Linked DNA regions of Sus scrofa: regions 1 and 3 are each linked to region 2. A link is a contact called in public HiChIP or PLAC-seq and promoter capture Hi-C data. All regions are on one chromosome and are shown on one strand. Each heading gives the region's core, a stretch centred on a gene start, on an enhancer-like site or on the middle of the called end of the contact. The rest is flanking DNA. Distances are from core to core; before and after follow the strand shown.

Evidence for each region. Promoter capture Hi-C pulls out the DNA fragments that hold promoters and counts their contacts. HiChIP or PLAC-seq counts read pairs in DNA pulled down with a chosen protein or histone mark.
Region 1: an H3K27ac HiChIP or PLAC-seq map of skeletal muscle shows a contact between it and region 2, with 3 times the contacts expected there. The contact joins the promoter of WTIP here to the promoter of LSM14A in region 2. A contact is called at or near these places in 1 of 47 Hi-C or Micro-C datasets (heart right ventricle) and 1 of 2 datasets of contacts at active chromatin or transcription factors (skeletal muscle).
Region 3: a promoter capture Hi-C map of fetal skeletal muscle shows a contact between it and region 2, with 3 times the contacts expected there. The contact joins the promoter of KCTD15 here to the promoter of LSM14A in region 2. A contact is called at or near these places in 1 of 5 promoter capture datasets (fetal skeletal muscle), 1 of 47 Hi-C or Micro-C datasets (fibroblasts) and 1 of 2 datasets of contacts at active chromatin or transcription factors (alveolar macrophages).

What each region holds. Positions count from the first base shown.
Region 1 is chr6:44,149,498-44,153,374 of Sscrofa11.1, reverse strand. It overlaps WTIP (Wilms tumor protein 1-interacting protein), which reads right to left and starts at 2,500. Exons shown (of 8, transcript XM_021097104.1): 1 at 1,745-2,500. The coding sequence starts at 2,423.
Region 2 is chr6:43,846,317-43,850,225 of Sscrofa11.1, reverse strand. LSM14A (LSM14A, mRNA processing body assembly factor) reads right to left here and starts at 2,344. Exons shown (of 10, transcript NM_001315798.1): 1 at 2,224-2,344. The coding sequence starts at 2,344.
Region 3 is chr6:43,526,636-43,530,707 of Sscrofa11.1, reverse strand. It overlaps KCTD15 (BTB/POZ domain-containing protein KCTD15), which reads right to left and starts at 2,031. Exons shown (of 7, transcript XM_021094316.1): 1 at 1,868-2,031; 2 at 120-215.

The sequences.
Region 1 (3,877 bases), core at 1,251-3,750, 300 kb before region 2:
AGATCTGGCTCCTCTTAAAACACATACACACACACACACACACACACAGACATCTGGAGTTCCTGCAGATTCGATCCCCAGCCCGGTGCAGTGGGTTAAGGATCTGGTGTTGCAATGCTCGGATTCAATCCCTGCCCCAGGAATTTCCATATGCCATGGGTGCAGCCAAAAGAGAAAAACAAAACAAAAAACAAAAATCTATCATCACTCACCTCCCCATCCCATGTGGCTTCAGTGGGAGCAGCAGGTTCCCTTGGAAAGGATGACCCACCAGCCCGTGTGGCCTTGTACCTCCAGCCCCTTCACTTTTCCCACTACCTGCCCAGGTCCGCCACCTCTGATTCACTCGAAGATTCCTGAGCAGCCTCAGAGGCCCAGAGAACAACCGCCCCACCCCACCTCCACCCCTCCAGGCAGTAAAAGGGACAGTCTCCCATGGGGAGAGTGCTGAAACAAAGTCCTTCTCATCATAAGACAGCCTGAGCTTCAGCTCCTCACACCTGCCTGACAAGAAAGGAAACAGCTTCTTGCTCTCTCCCTGCTCCCAGGCCGCCGTCTGACAGCAGCCACAGGACCTGTTCTCACCCTACTGACGCTCCCAGGGGAGCCTGAAAGCCTGCAGCAAGTCGCCTCCCAAAGGCAAGTTGACCCTTTGGCCTACACACTCCCTTGACCACCTGGACCTCTCCTGAGCTGCCTGGGAGCCTAGTGGAACAGCCCGCACTCTTGGTTGCTCCCTTCTCCCCTCATTCTTCCCTCTGCCTGGAATGCCCCCACCGGCCTGTCCCCTACAACCTTCCTTCTCTCTCAAGATCCAGTTCAGGGCAGTCCTGCGCTGCTAGCTGGAATGAACCATAAAAGACAAGCCCCAGGACGGCCTCCCTCCCAGACATGATAACTACCATCCAAAGCCGGGTGTCTGCTTATCAGTAAGGGGCGGGGGGGGGGGGGGGGGGAGCCCCTCCCAGCCTCCTCTCAAGCCTAAGAGTCTGAAGCCCTGTCTAAAGAACTAGGGATCAAAAGGCCAAGGTCAGACTGGGAAAGAGAGGCTTGGAGACCGGTGGTTTTCTTTGCAAAGGATGTGAAGCAGGATTCCCTTCGGAAACATCCCATATCCACTGCAGGGTCCAGAGCGAGGACAGCCCAGTGTGACCAGCTCCGTTCTCTCCCCCTCAGGGTGGCCTCTCCTGCCTCATGGACTTTACATCCAGCAGCTACCATTATCAAAGCCTCAGGTCAGGCGGCGTCTGGAGGCATCTGGACCACGCCACCTCCCTGCCCCTGTCCACACCCGGTACTGCTGGGGAAAGGAAACACCGGGACCGCGAGGCCCCTACACGGTTTCGGCTGACTGTGCCTGTATGACAAATTGAAGCAAGTGCCAACGGTTAAGGAGACATTAAAGCTTATTCTGCGTATTAACGTGACTTCTTCTCTAAATCAGGAAAAACGCATCCACTGACTTGGCCAGAACTCCCAGCTGGAGACCCAGAGTCTGAGCCGCTAAATAAACCTCAGACCTGGAGGTTCGCACATACCCACCGACGGTGGAACACACTTAAGACACACGAAAGAGAGAGACGCTCTTCCCATCCCGGCCCCTGGTCCAACACCCAGCCTTCGGCCCACCCTTCGCTCCCCTCCACTGAGCCCGCCGCCTATCCAGAGGCGGTCCCCGACCCCCGACGAGGACGACGGAGGCTTGGGGCCCCGGCGCGCGGGCGGCAGGGACAGGCTTGCTCACCGAAGTAATCCCGCGCCGTGCGCGCCTCCAGCGCTCGCTCCAGCTCTCGGGTCAGCGCCTCCAGCCGCCGCTCCGCCGCGCTCGGGCCGCCTTCCCGGCCCGGGGGCAGCTGGAGCGAAGGCAGAGCGAAGGGGGCCGGCCCGGCCGGCTCCGGGGAGCGAGCCGGCGCGGGACAGGCGCCGGGCAAGAGCAGGTCAGGGTAGGCGCCGGCCGAGCCGCGAGAGCCGAGGCTGGACACGCTGGAGCGGGCGCTGCCCACCGACGGCGGCCCGGGGCCCGGGCGCGGGTCCGAGCGGCCCGAGCGCGGGCTGCCGTGGCGTTGGTCGTAGCCCAGGCTGATGCCGCTGGAGCGGGCGCTGCCACTGCCGCCGCCGCCGCCGCCGCCGTCGGAGCCCGCCAGGCTGGCCCGCGGGCTGCCCGCCGGCTGCGTGCTGAGCTCGGGGACCGCCGCGCGCCGCGGGCCTCGCTCCCCGCGGCTCAGTCCGTCCGCCCCGGCCTCGGGGCCGCCGCCGCCGCCCTGCCCTCTGCGGCCCAGCGCCTGCGCCGCCTCGTCTCCCGGCCCGGGCCTCGGTCCCCGCCGACCCCGGCCCAGAGAGTCGCCGCCCGGCTCCAGCTCCCGCAGGGCCAGCCCGGCCAGGAGCAGAGCCGCCTCGTCCGCAGCCGCCCGGGAGCGCTGCATGGCCCGGCCCGCCGGCCCCGGCGCGTCACCTCCGCCTCCGCTTCCCGCCGCCGCTCCGGCCGCGCCGCCTCATCGTCCGCCCGAAGCCCGGAGCCCGCCCCGGGACCCCTGGGCGCGGGGCGGGGCGGGGCCGGAGCCGGGCCGGGGTCGCTCCGCCGGCCACGCGCGGGCCGGGGGCCGAGGCGCTCCGCTCGGTGGCGCGCACGGCGGAGGAATGTGCGCTCGGAGGCGCCGGGCCGCGCCCCCTCCTCCCCGCGGCCGCGCGGGGGGCGGAGGGACTCCTTTGTGGGGGCAGGAATGCGAGGAAGGAGACGGCGCTGCGGCCTCTGGAATGTGGGGGGAGTGGCGGCGGCGGAGCCGTGGTGTCCGCGCTTAGCCGGGAGCTCGGAGGGGCGCGCAGCTTGGGCCGAGCCGCCGGGGCGTGCGGCTTGGAGCTGGCCCACGGATGGCAAAGCGGCCAGCCGTGGCGCCGCGGAGAGGGTCCGGGCTCCGTTGCGCGCCCCGACAGTCGGGCCTCTTGAAAGATCCCAGATTCCCGCGGGCTGAGCTAGAGGCGGCTCCCGTAATCCCGGCCGTAGAAATATGAGCAGTTGACAAACGTTTCCCACATCCTCCCCCATTTTACTTCCCGGCGCCGCCAGGATTTCAGGAGCTGGGCCGGACAAGTTCGGCCTTGGGCAGAAGCGCTGCGCCCGCTCCAGGACCCTGGAGAACACTGTGCGTCTCGGGCGGATGCGCCCCCAGCACTTCGCGTGACCCTAAAACCCCAGCCTGTCCCGAGGCCATGTGGCCGCGCACTGGTTTCTGCAGCCCCAACCTGCCTGGTGGGGAAGGCGCCTTGTGCTAGCAGAAGATGGGGCTGGATGGGGACTGGTCCCCCATGCCCGGTCTCGGCTCATAAGCGCCCAAGGCCAGGCGAGGCCGGAAGCAGGCCTCAGGCTATACCAGTGGGCAGTGAAGCCTCAGTTGTGACCGCCGCGGGCATTCACCAAGAGATGTGAGAACTCCTTTCTCCAGCACCTGCCCACAGGGTCTTGGGCGAGGTGCCCAGGGAATGCTCCTGAAAGCATTTGCGCAGACATAGGACGGCATGGGGTCTGGGGGCCCTGTGGTGAGGGAGAGGAACAAGAGGTGACTAGGGCTTTGTCTCCAAAAACACAGGCTACAAAGCCCTTATATATTTCAAACAGCTTGTGAGGGAAGAAGAGCAAAGTATTATCTGTCAGGACCTAGTGGATCCCGGCAAACAACCTTGAGTGAAAGAGTTCTCTTATTCCACCCCCTTCCTCAGAGAATTCCAGGAAGGCATCCCATGGAGCAGGGAGCCTGGACGGGGACTCGTCCTGGTGCAGACTGACCAGGGCATTTGGCCTCAACATCGCTTAGGAGCTCGCTGTGGCCCATCCTCAGCTGGCAGGGGAGCAGTATCTGACCCAGCTACTCCTCCCTAGCAC
Region 2 (3,909 bases), core at 1,095-3,594:
AAAACAGTCAAAACTTCATTATTCAGAGATATAAACTTAAGTGATAAAACTGAAAGTCAGAATACTGTTTATATCTAGCTTAAGAGGATAGCAGCTGTTGATGGAAGTTGTAGAGGGTGGGAGGCTTCTGGTATGTTGGCAACGCCTGTCTTGCCCTGGGTGGTAGTAACAAGGATCTGTTTAAAACTATTTCATTTTTAGAAAGAAAAAATAAAAAGAAAAAGAAATCATTTTTATCTACCTATCTTTCCAATATGTGTGGTTATATTTCACAATTAGGAAAAAAAAAGACTTCCCAGAGGGGGAAAAAAGTTAACAGCCCAAAGAGAATTTTAAAACTGTTTAAGAGAATAGATTTGGTACCACCAATTTTTGCAAACACAAATTCCCAATTTCTGTTACACATTAAAAAATTATATTTAAGAAAAAAGGATATATTATGTATGTGGGATTAAATATCAAAGCCATAAGTACAGAATTAAATTCAATGATTAAAAAAAATATTTCCATTGCTATACTCACGTAACATTTATCAAGTCATGATAAAAGGAACAAATTATGCTTGGCATATAAATTTAACTATTACAGACTAATAAAATGTAACTGACTCTAGAAGCTGTTCCAAAGACAATTTTTAAAAATGTGGATCATTATCAAAATACAGTTTTTAGGTTCTTGCATAAAAGAGTGCATTTAAAATGATTTTTCTTTAAAAAGGCCGAAATAAATACATTAGAAATCTTAAAAACATATGGATTTTTTTCTTTGTCAGGAGTAAAGATACTACAGCCACCTAATTCATTGATAAGTCATTAAAGTAGCAAGACATCTTAAAATTCAGATTAGGTAAAACAAGCTTTAAAAAGCTATTAAACCACTTTAATGAGAAATACTGCTTTCAACCTGTATATGGCTCTCAACAAGAACTTCAGAAGGCCTTTTTTTCATAATTTCACAAAGCCTTAAAATTAGCATACGGGGTGTGTGTGTGGGGAAATTAAGGTAAAATAATTTAAGACTCCTTACCCAGATATGCTCATTCCAACACAAGTGCTATTAAAAAGGATCTACCAGAGCATCCAAAAAAAGTCCTTAAATACTTGTGGGATACCGTGAAATGACTCAACTATTGTCAAAGATTAATCCCTTTTTTTTTAAACAAATAGATTTAGAAAATGTTCTTCCTATCTCTGGACCTCTGTCCCTATCATGCTATTCATTCTATACCTCTAGTAGATGTGCTGCGAAAATTACCTTAGTTTTATTCCTTCCCTCTCCTCAGTGTTTCAAAAACTTGCAAGATTTCTTTCAAGATCAGGTGCTAAGGTTTATTTTCTTCCTAGTTTCCTGGCTGAGCAAAGGCCCGTCACATACGAACGGAAACAAAACCCACACAGACTGTGGTGATGCTAAATACTTTAGAGAGTACACCTTACTCCTACACCCCAGAACTCTGTCCCAGGGAGCCTCCCCGGGAGTCAGTCAGAGCCCACTGATCATTCAGATCTGCCTTGAGAACACTGATCCTGGATCAAACTTGAACCCTTCTCCCCACTGGGATTCCAGAAACAAGGCCGAAGCGAGAGCAGCAAACATTTTTAAAGAGATGGTTGCACAACAGGCTTGGAGAAGGATTCCGGTTTAACAGGTAAATACCACACATGAGACAAGTGGGATGTGATCTGCTCGAAGGTACCAATGGCATTTCGAGACCGTCTACGTCTCTGAGGGAACCCAAAGTTTGGGCATATTACTTACAGTTCGCCTGAGGAATATGCAACGGAATTGAAATTAAGAACTGAGAAAATGGGTGCCGGGGAATCAACAAATCAGCACTTTAAACTCGGGCTCGGCGGAAAAATTCTTTGACTACTCAGGCTTTGTTTGGTGGGAAGACGACAGAACCACCGAATTTCGGAGTTGGAAGACACGTATCTCCGTGTTCTCCAGCCCGTTCTCGGACTTGAGGCCGCCCCGCCTGCCCCGCTCCCGGTTCTTAGTCCCCGGATCGAAGGCGCAGACCTCCGGGTGGAAGCCTGGGAGCCCGGGGGAGGCTGAGGCCCGGCCCGCGACGCCGGGGCCCGGAGGGAGAAAAGGGAGCGGCCTCCGGGAGGACGGCGGAGAGGGGAGGGGGGGAGCGAGGAGGTCGCGGCCGAGAGCCAGGCGCAGCCCCGAGGGCCCATTCCGGCCCGGCCCCCCACACCGAGGCCCGCCCCGGCGTACCTTTGGCGAGAGCTACTGTAGAGTTCTCGGTGTCGATAGTGTAGAGGATGCCCTCGTAGCGGATCTCCGCCTTGGAGATAAGGCTGATCTTGCTGCCGATGTAAGGGGTGCCCCCGCTCATGGCGCCGCCGCCGCCCCGGGCCGCTCGCAGAGAGGCAGATCCCACGCCGCTGGGGTCGCTCCGTACGCCCACTTGCTCGGTCGGCGCCTACAGCAGTCTCCTCAGACCCAACATGGCGGCGGCGCCGGCTCCGCTACCCTCCCCCAGCCTCCCGCCCTCAAGCCGCGGCGGCGGCGGCGGCGGCGGCGGCGGCCGCGCGCGGCATGCTGGGCCTGGGAGGCCGAGCTCTCGCGAGACTCGGCCGGCTGCGGACGGCTCCGGACTTCTCCCCGACAGCCGTAGTGCCGGCTACGCAGCTTGGCCTGATCTCGCGCTGCGGCGCTCTCGCGCTGCGGTTTCCCCGCGGCCCGAGAGGAGGTTCAGGGAGAAGACAGGTGTCCGGATACGGCAGGACACTGTGGGCTGGAATGGAGGCACGCGCGACCTTCTTGACCTCAGCCGCAGTCTCTGCGATTTCCAGACCCCTTGTATCTTGTCCTGAAACCCGTGTCGTCTCTGCAAAGGCGGACCCCCCTGCCCGGAAAGTTGCCTAACCCTATCCCGCCTCCAAGCTCCTGGTGAGCCCCTTAAGACCGGTCATTTTCCCTTTGAAGCAACTGCGCCCCTCATAGATCTTTCATGGCCCTATTACAGCATCTGTCATTCACTGAGTCTCTCCTCTTCTCTCCTTCACTTCTTCTGGAGGTGGGATTCTGTCCAGCACTTTCAGATGGTCTCATCTAGGTTCATGGCTTTCAATGTCATGGCACACAGACCAATCTCAGGTATTTGTTTGCAGTTTTGATCAGTTCTGTGAACTCCGGATTCATGTAAGCTATAGCCTTGTCAACAACAACAACAACAAAGCACAACAACAATAAAGGTTGAGAATTGTGTTTTATTCCGGGAGTTTGCTGAGGACTTAAGCCTGGGGGACAAGCTCTCAGCTCTGAGGGACTGTTCCCAAGAGGAAAGAGAGGAGCCAGGATATATAGGAAATTTGCAAAAACAAACATAGCCCCCAAACCAACCACCACCAACAAAAACCCAGGTAGTCTAATATGAAAAGATTACTCTTAAAGAAAAAATAGATAGCTCGAGTTAATGAATTTAGTACTTTTCTCTTTGTATGATAAGTCACAGGAGTCTGGGCTCCTTGAAATTCTTCCTTTGATATGCAACTTAACTGTCTAGGGCTAGTCAACTCTTTTTCTCCATCCTGAATCCCCTCAGGGTGCACAGTTGGGGGTGGCTACAGTGGCTGAGGGATTGTTGGCTGCAAAGTCCTTTGTTTACTTAGATGGCAGGCTACATACACAGCCTCTTCAACTCTCCAGTTGAATGTCTAGTTGGCATATATGTGTCTGAAGCCATACTCCGGATTTCCCCTCTAAAACTAACTTTTCCCCTCTTTACCATTGAAGCAGCTGATACTGTTTACTCTACCATTCCTCCATATCAATGATGGGACTTCTCTCTCACCCTCATGGCTGTTCTGATTGCAAAATCTTGTCCATTTTATGTATGGAATGTATCCTGAATCTGATCACTTCTCACCATCTCCACCCGTCCCTACAACAAGCCAC
Region 3 (4,072 bases), core at 782-3,281, 320 kb after region 2:
CAGAAGTGACATTTAACACCTAGTACCCATCGCAAAAGCTGCTCCAGCCTGTTCTCACCCAGCCTCTTTCCCATCGCAAGCACAACCTGATGTTCGTGGCAAACCAGAAACTCACTCACCATTGGAAGCCCCAGGCTGTACGCCTTGACTCGAACCTCCACTGCTCCCTCCGACAAACGCATCTGTGCTGGACCACGACCCTTTCCCCGAGACCACTGCTGAGGTCAGAAGCATAAAGTGGGTACACGAAGAGACACAAGTTCATTCCTCCAGCACCAGCATCAAACCCCACGACCCAGCCCCAGCGCGCCACGGCCCTCCCGAGGATCAGCCAAACCGCCTGTTGCAGGAGCTTCGGCGGTAGAGTGCTCCACGGCCCCGCAGGTTTCCAAACTAGCTGGGTATTGACCCGCTTCTCCAAGCTGCAGCGGGAGCCCCGGGTCCCGCGCCCGCCCCACCGCCGCCGCCGAGCCCCGCCCGCCCGAGCAGAGGGAAGCGAGCAGAATGCCACGCTCATTTACACACAAAATGATTTTGTGTCCCATTGTGCTCGCAGTTGTTCAGCTCTCTGGGGGTGATTAAACTGGCTGAGCTGCGGCAGCTTGAGACGATTTCACTAAATCGCTTCTTCGTGAAGTCGCTTCTTTGCTAAGCTGTTATTTTAACCATAAAAGGTAAACAGAAGGCGCCTCGAGAGCTCCCTTCGGCTCTGCGCCCAGGGCGCCAGCCCGGGGCTAGAGGGCCAGGGGCCTGCAGAATTGCCCAGGAGGTGGGCTAGAAGGGAGGCAGGCGGGCCACCTGGCGCGCGCCAGCCCCTCCACGGAGCCCGCCGGCCGCTGTGAACTTCGGGGCGGCCGGAGCCGGCTGGGCCCAGGCCCGCGGCGCCGCGGGGCGGGGGTGGCCGCGGAACCCAGAGCGCCTGGCAGGACCGGGAGGGGTGTGCGGCAGGGGCGGGGCGGAAGACAAAGTTAAATCAAGAGGCAGACACTTAAGAGACCACAGATGGGAAGCTCGCCTAATTAAGGACGTAAAAGCGCTTTTGTTCTCAAAGTTTATTGTTGCCGGGATTAAAAAAAATTAATTGAAACTAATGCTGTTATTCACTCGTGCAGTTAAATTCCTTCATGCACATTTGAGACACCGAGTGAAAACTTGAAGCTTATCTTTCTGCAGCCGGGGGTGGGGGGCGCGGAGGACGGAAACGCGCTCCAGCTAAGGGGGAGGGGGGGCTGTTTGAGAGTGTGTGCCGGTGCGCGCGTCCAGGTCTGGGGGTACCGGCGGGGTGCAGGGCTCCGGCGGCGACGACCGCGTCTCCGCGCGGCCCGCCTGGGGTTCCAGACCCGCGCTTGGGATGACCCACCGGCGCGCCAGCCCCTTCCGCTCCGTTTGGGACTCGCGGGTGGGCGTCTGAGGACGCACATCTGTCCCGTTGGAGACTTTTTCTCTCCCTGATTTGGACACCAAGCCCGGCCCAATCAGCCCGAAGCCCCAGCTGCGTGAGCCCGGTTCTGACCCCGGAAACTCGCTGGCTCTGCAGGGCGCTCGGCCCTGCACTGAGGCCCAAGTGCCCGGACCTGAACGCCACCCTCCCCCCCACCCCGCCCCGCGCGGCAGGAAGCTCGGTGCCCGCCCGCGTGGGGAGGGTCCACCCGGGGCCAGGGCCGGCCCACGTGGGCAATCCCCCCTTCCCGCGCCAGGCCTTTGTGCTGGGTGCCCCCGCGCCGCCAGTCCCCGCCGCCTTGCACCGGGACAAAGCAGCCGCCCCCGCCCAGGTCCGAATCCCGGCCGGGCGACTTTCTGGGTATCACAGCCACTTTAGGGACAGGGGTGCGCGTCGCTGAGCGGTGGCCGCCCGCGCGGGGCTTACCTCGGAGCCGGAGCGGCGGATCCGGCTCGGGCGCAGCCCCCGCCCCCCGCAGCCGCCGGTCTCGGGCGCCGGGCACAGCCTCGCCGCCTATGCTCGCCGCGCGGGTCGCTCCGGTCTCGTCCTGGAGTTACTTTCTCTCTCGCCCCCAACCCTCCCCCACCCACCCCTCCCGCCCCGGCCCCCGCTTCGCGCGGCCCCTCGCGGCGCGGCGCGCCGGGGCCTCCCCTCCCCGCCCTCCCCTCGCCTCCTCCCCTCCTCGCGGCCGCCGCCGCCGCCTCCTCTTCGCGCCGCTCTCCGGCTGCCCTCCCGCCGCTCCCACCTCCTCTCCTCCCTCCTCTCTCTCCAGCGGCCTTCCCCGGTTGCTGGCGAGAAAACCAGCCCCCCACCTCAGCCCTCAGCCCGCGCCCCGTCGCGGCCGAGCCCGGACGCCAAGGGCAGCGATCCGGCTCCAAATTACCCAGCGCGGCGAGGCGAGCGGGAGCGCGCGGCGACTCCTGGCTCGGGGCTTGGCTGCGCCGCGGGGCAGAGGATTAGAGTCGCAATTAGCTCCGCGCGCCCGCGCCTACCGCGCTCGGCGACAAAAATGCGCCGTTTCCCTTCCTTTAGCCGGGCGAGCACCACCCGCCTCCCCCGAAGCCTGCGCCTTCCCGCCGTGGCCTCCGCCAGGACCCTCCCGGGAGCGGTGCGCCCAGGCCCCGCGCCCTCCGCCGCCCAGCCCCCGCCCCCCGCCGGCCAGCCACGCGGCGCCCGGGCCTCCTCCGGGCTCGGGAGGGGGCGGGGGAGAAGCTGATTTTAATCATTGTCATTTCATCTGATGTAATATTTCCCCGGGCGCTTTCAGCTGGGCATAAATTTTCGGCTCCCAAATAAGTAACACAGGGCACGTTTCTCACATTTCTTGACTCCTCGGTTACAAAGAGGAGAGCAGCCGCCGCCGCGGCGCCCGGGGCCAGGGGCGGGACTTGGGAAGAAACTGGGCTGCGAGTCGGCCGGGGCTGGAGCGGAGCCGGGGGCCAGAGCCGCCCCTCCCCCTCCCCGGCCTTCCTCCCCGGGTCTCTGCCCCGACCGCCCCTCTACCGGGGAGCAGCGCCGCCCGTGACGTCTGCGGACACGCGGTCGGCTACCGCGGGGGAGGGGGGCGCCCGGCCGGCCCCCCGCGGCCAGACGCGCCATTTCCTTGACTCGCGCGGCGCGATGGAGACGTCTAACGCCAAGACTCCTCGCGGCGCCGAGGCCTGCGCCCAGGGCGTCCCCCCTGGTCCCCGAGGCGGCTGCCGCTTCCTCCTCCTGTCCTACCTCCTCCTCCCCTTCCTCTTTCTCTCGCTCCCCGCCCGTCCCCCACCTCCGCCTGCTCCTGGACCACTTCCCGGCTCCTAGGAAACGGAGCACGGAGCCTCCAGTGCCGCGCGCCCGGCCTGCACTGCGCCCCCGTCCGGCTTCGGGGACGCCCTGGCTCGAGCCAGGCTCGAGCTGGAGGACGGGTGCGCTCCAGCCCAGAGCCGCGCCGGGGCCCCCACCCCGAACTCCAGCCGGACCTGGGCGCCCTCTAGCGGCCCCACTCTCAGGGGCCGCCAGGGGCCGGCCCGGAGCGGGGGCACGAGCGGGGGTGGGCGGGGGCACGAGCGGGGGTGGGCGGGGGCACCGGCGGGAGGAGAAAGAGCTGTGGGCCTTCTTCTCCTTGGCCAGGGGACCTCGCGCGTGGAAAGAGCTCCCAGACCGCGCTTCTGGAACTTCTCCACGCGGGAATAAGCAGAAACTTTCCTCCTAAGGGAAGGTTTCATTTATTTATTTATTTTAGACCTTGAACTACAGGAGAAGGGGGAAATTTTCTCATTAAAGTTACATCCCTGCAGTTAGTTCAATTACTTGATATATGCAGAAGATGTTGTAAATTTATAGATTTAAATAGCTTACAAAGATGCCGCAGGCCCCATCAGTTAATTTCCTTAATTTATGGATTTTTGGCTGCTCCTAGAACAGAAAGGGGCCCTGGAAGTAGGTCAAGGAGCTGTACAGCGGTTCTAGCACAGCCCATGGGCTGCCCACTCTGCTCCCCACGCCCTGGCACCCCCCGGGCTTCTGGCTCCCAGCTCAGGCCTGACAGCACTACTCTCTGCTCTCTATATTTTGGCCAAGCCAGGCCTGGGAGGTCTGCTTTCGTCCGTGGTGACTCCGTCTCCCCAGGGCTGCACTGCCATGCCAAGA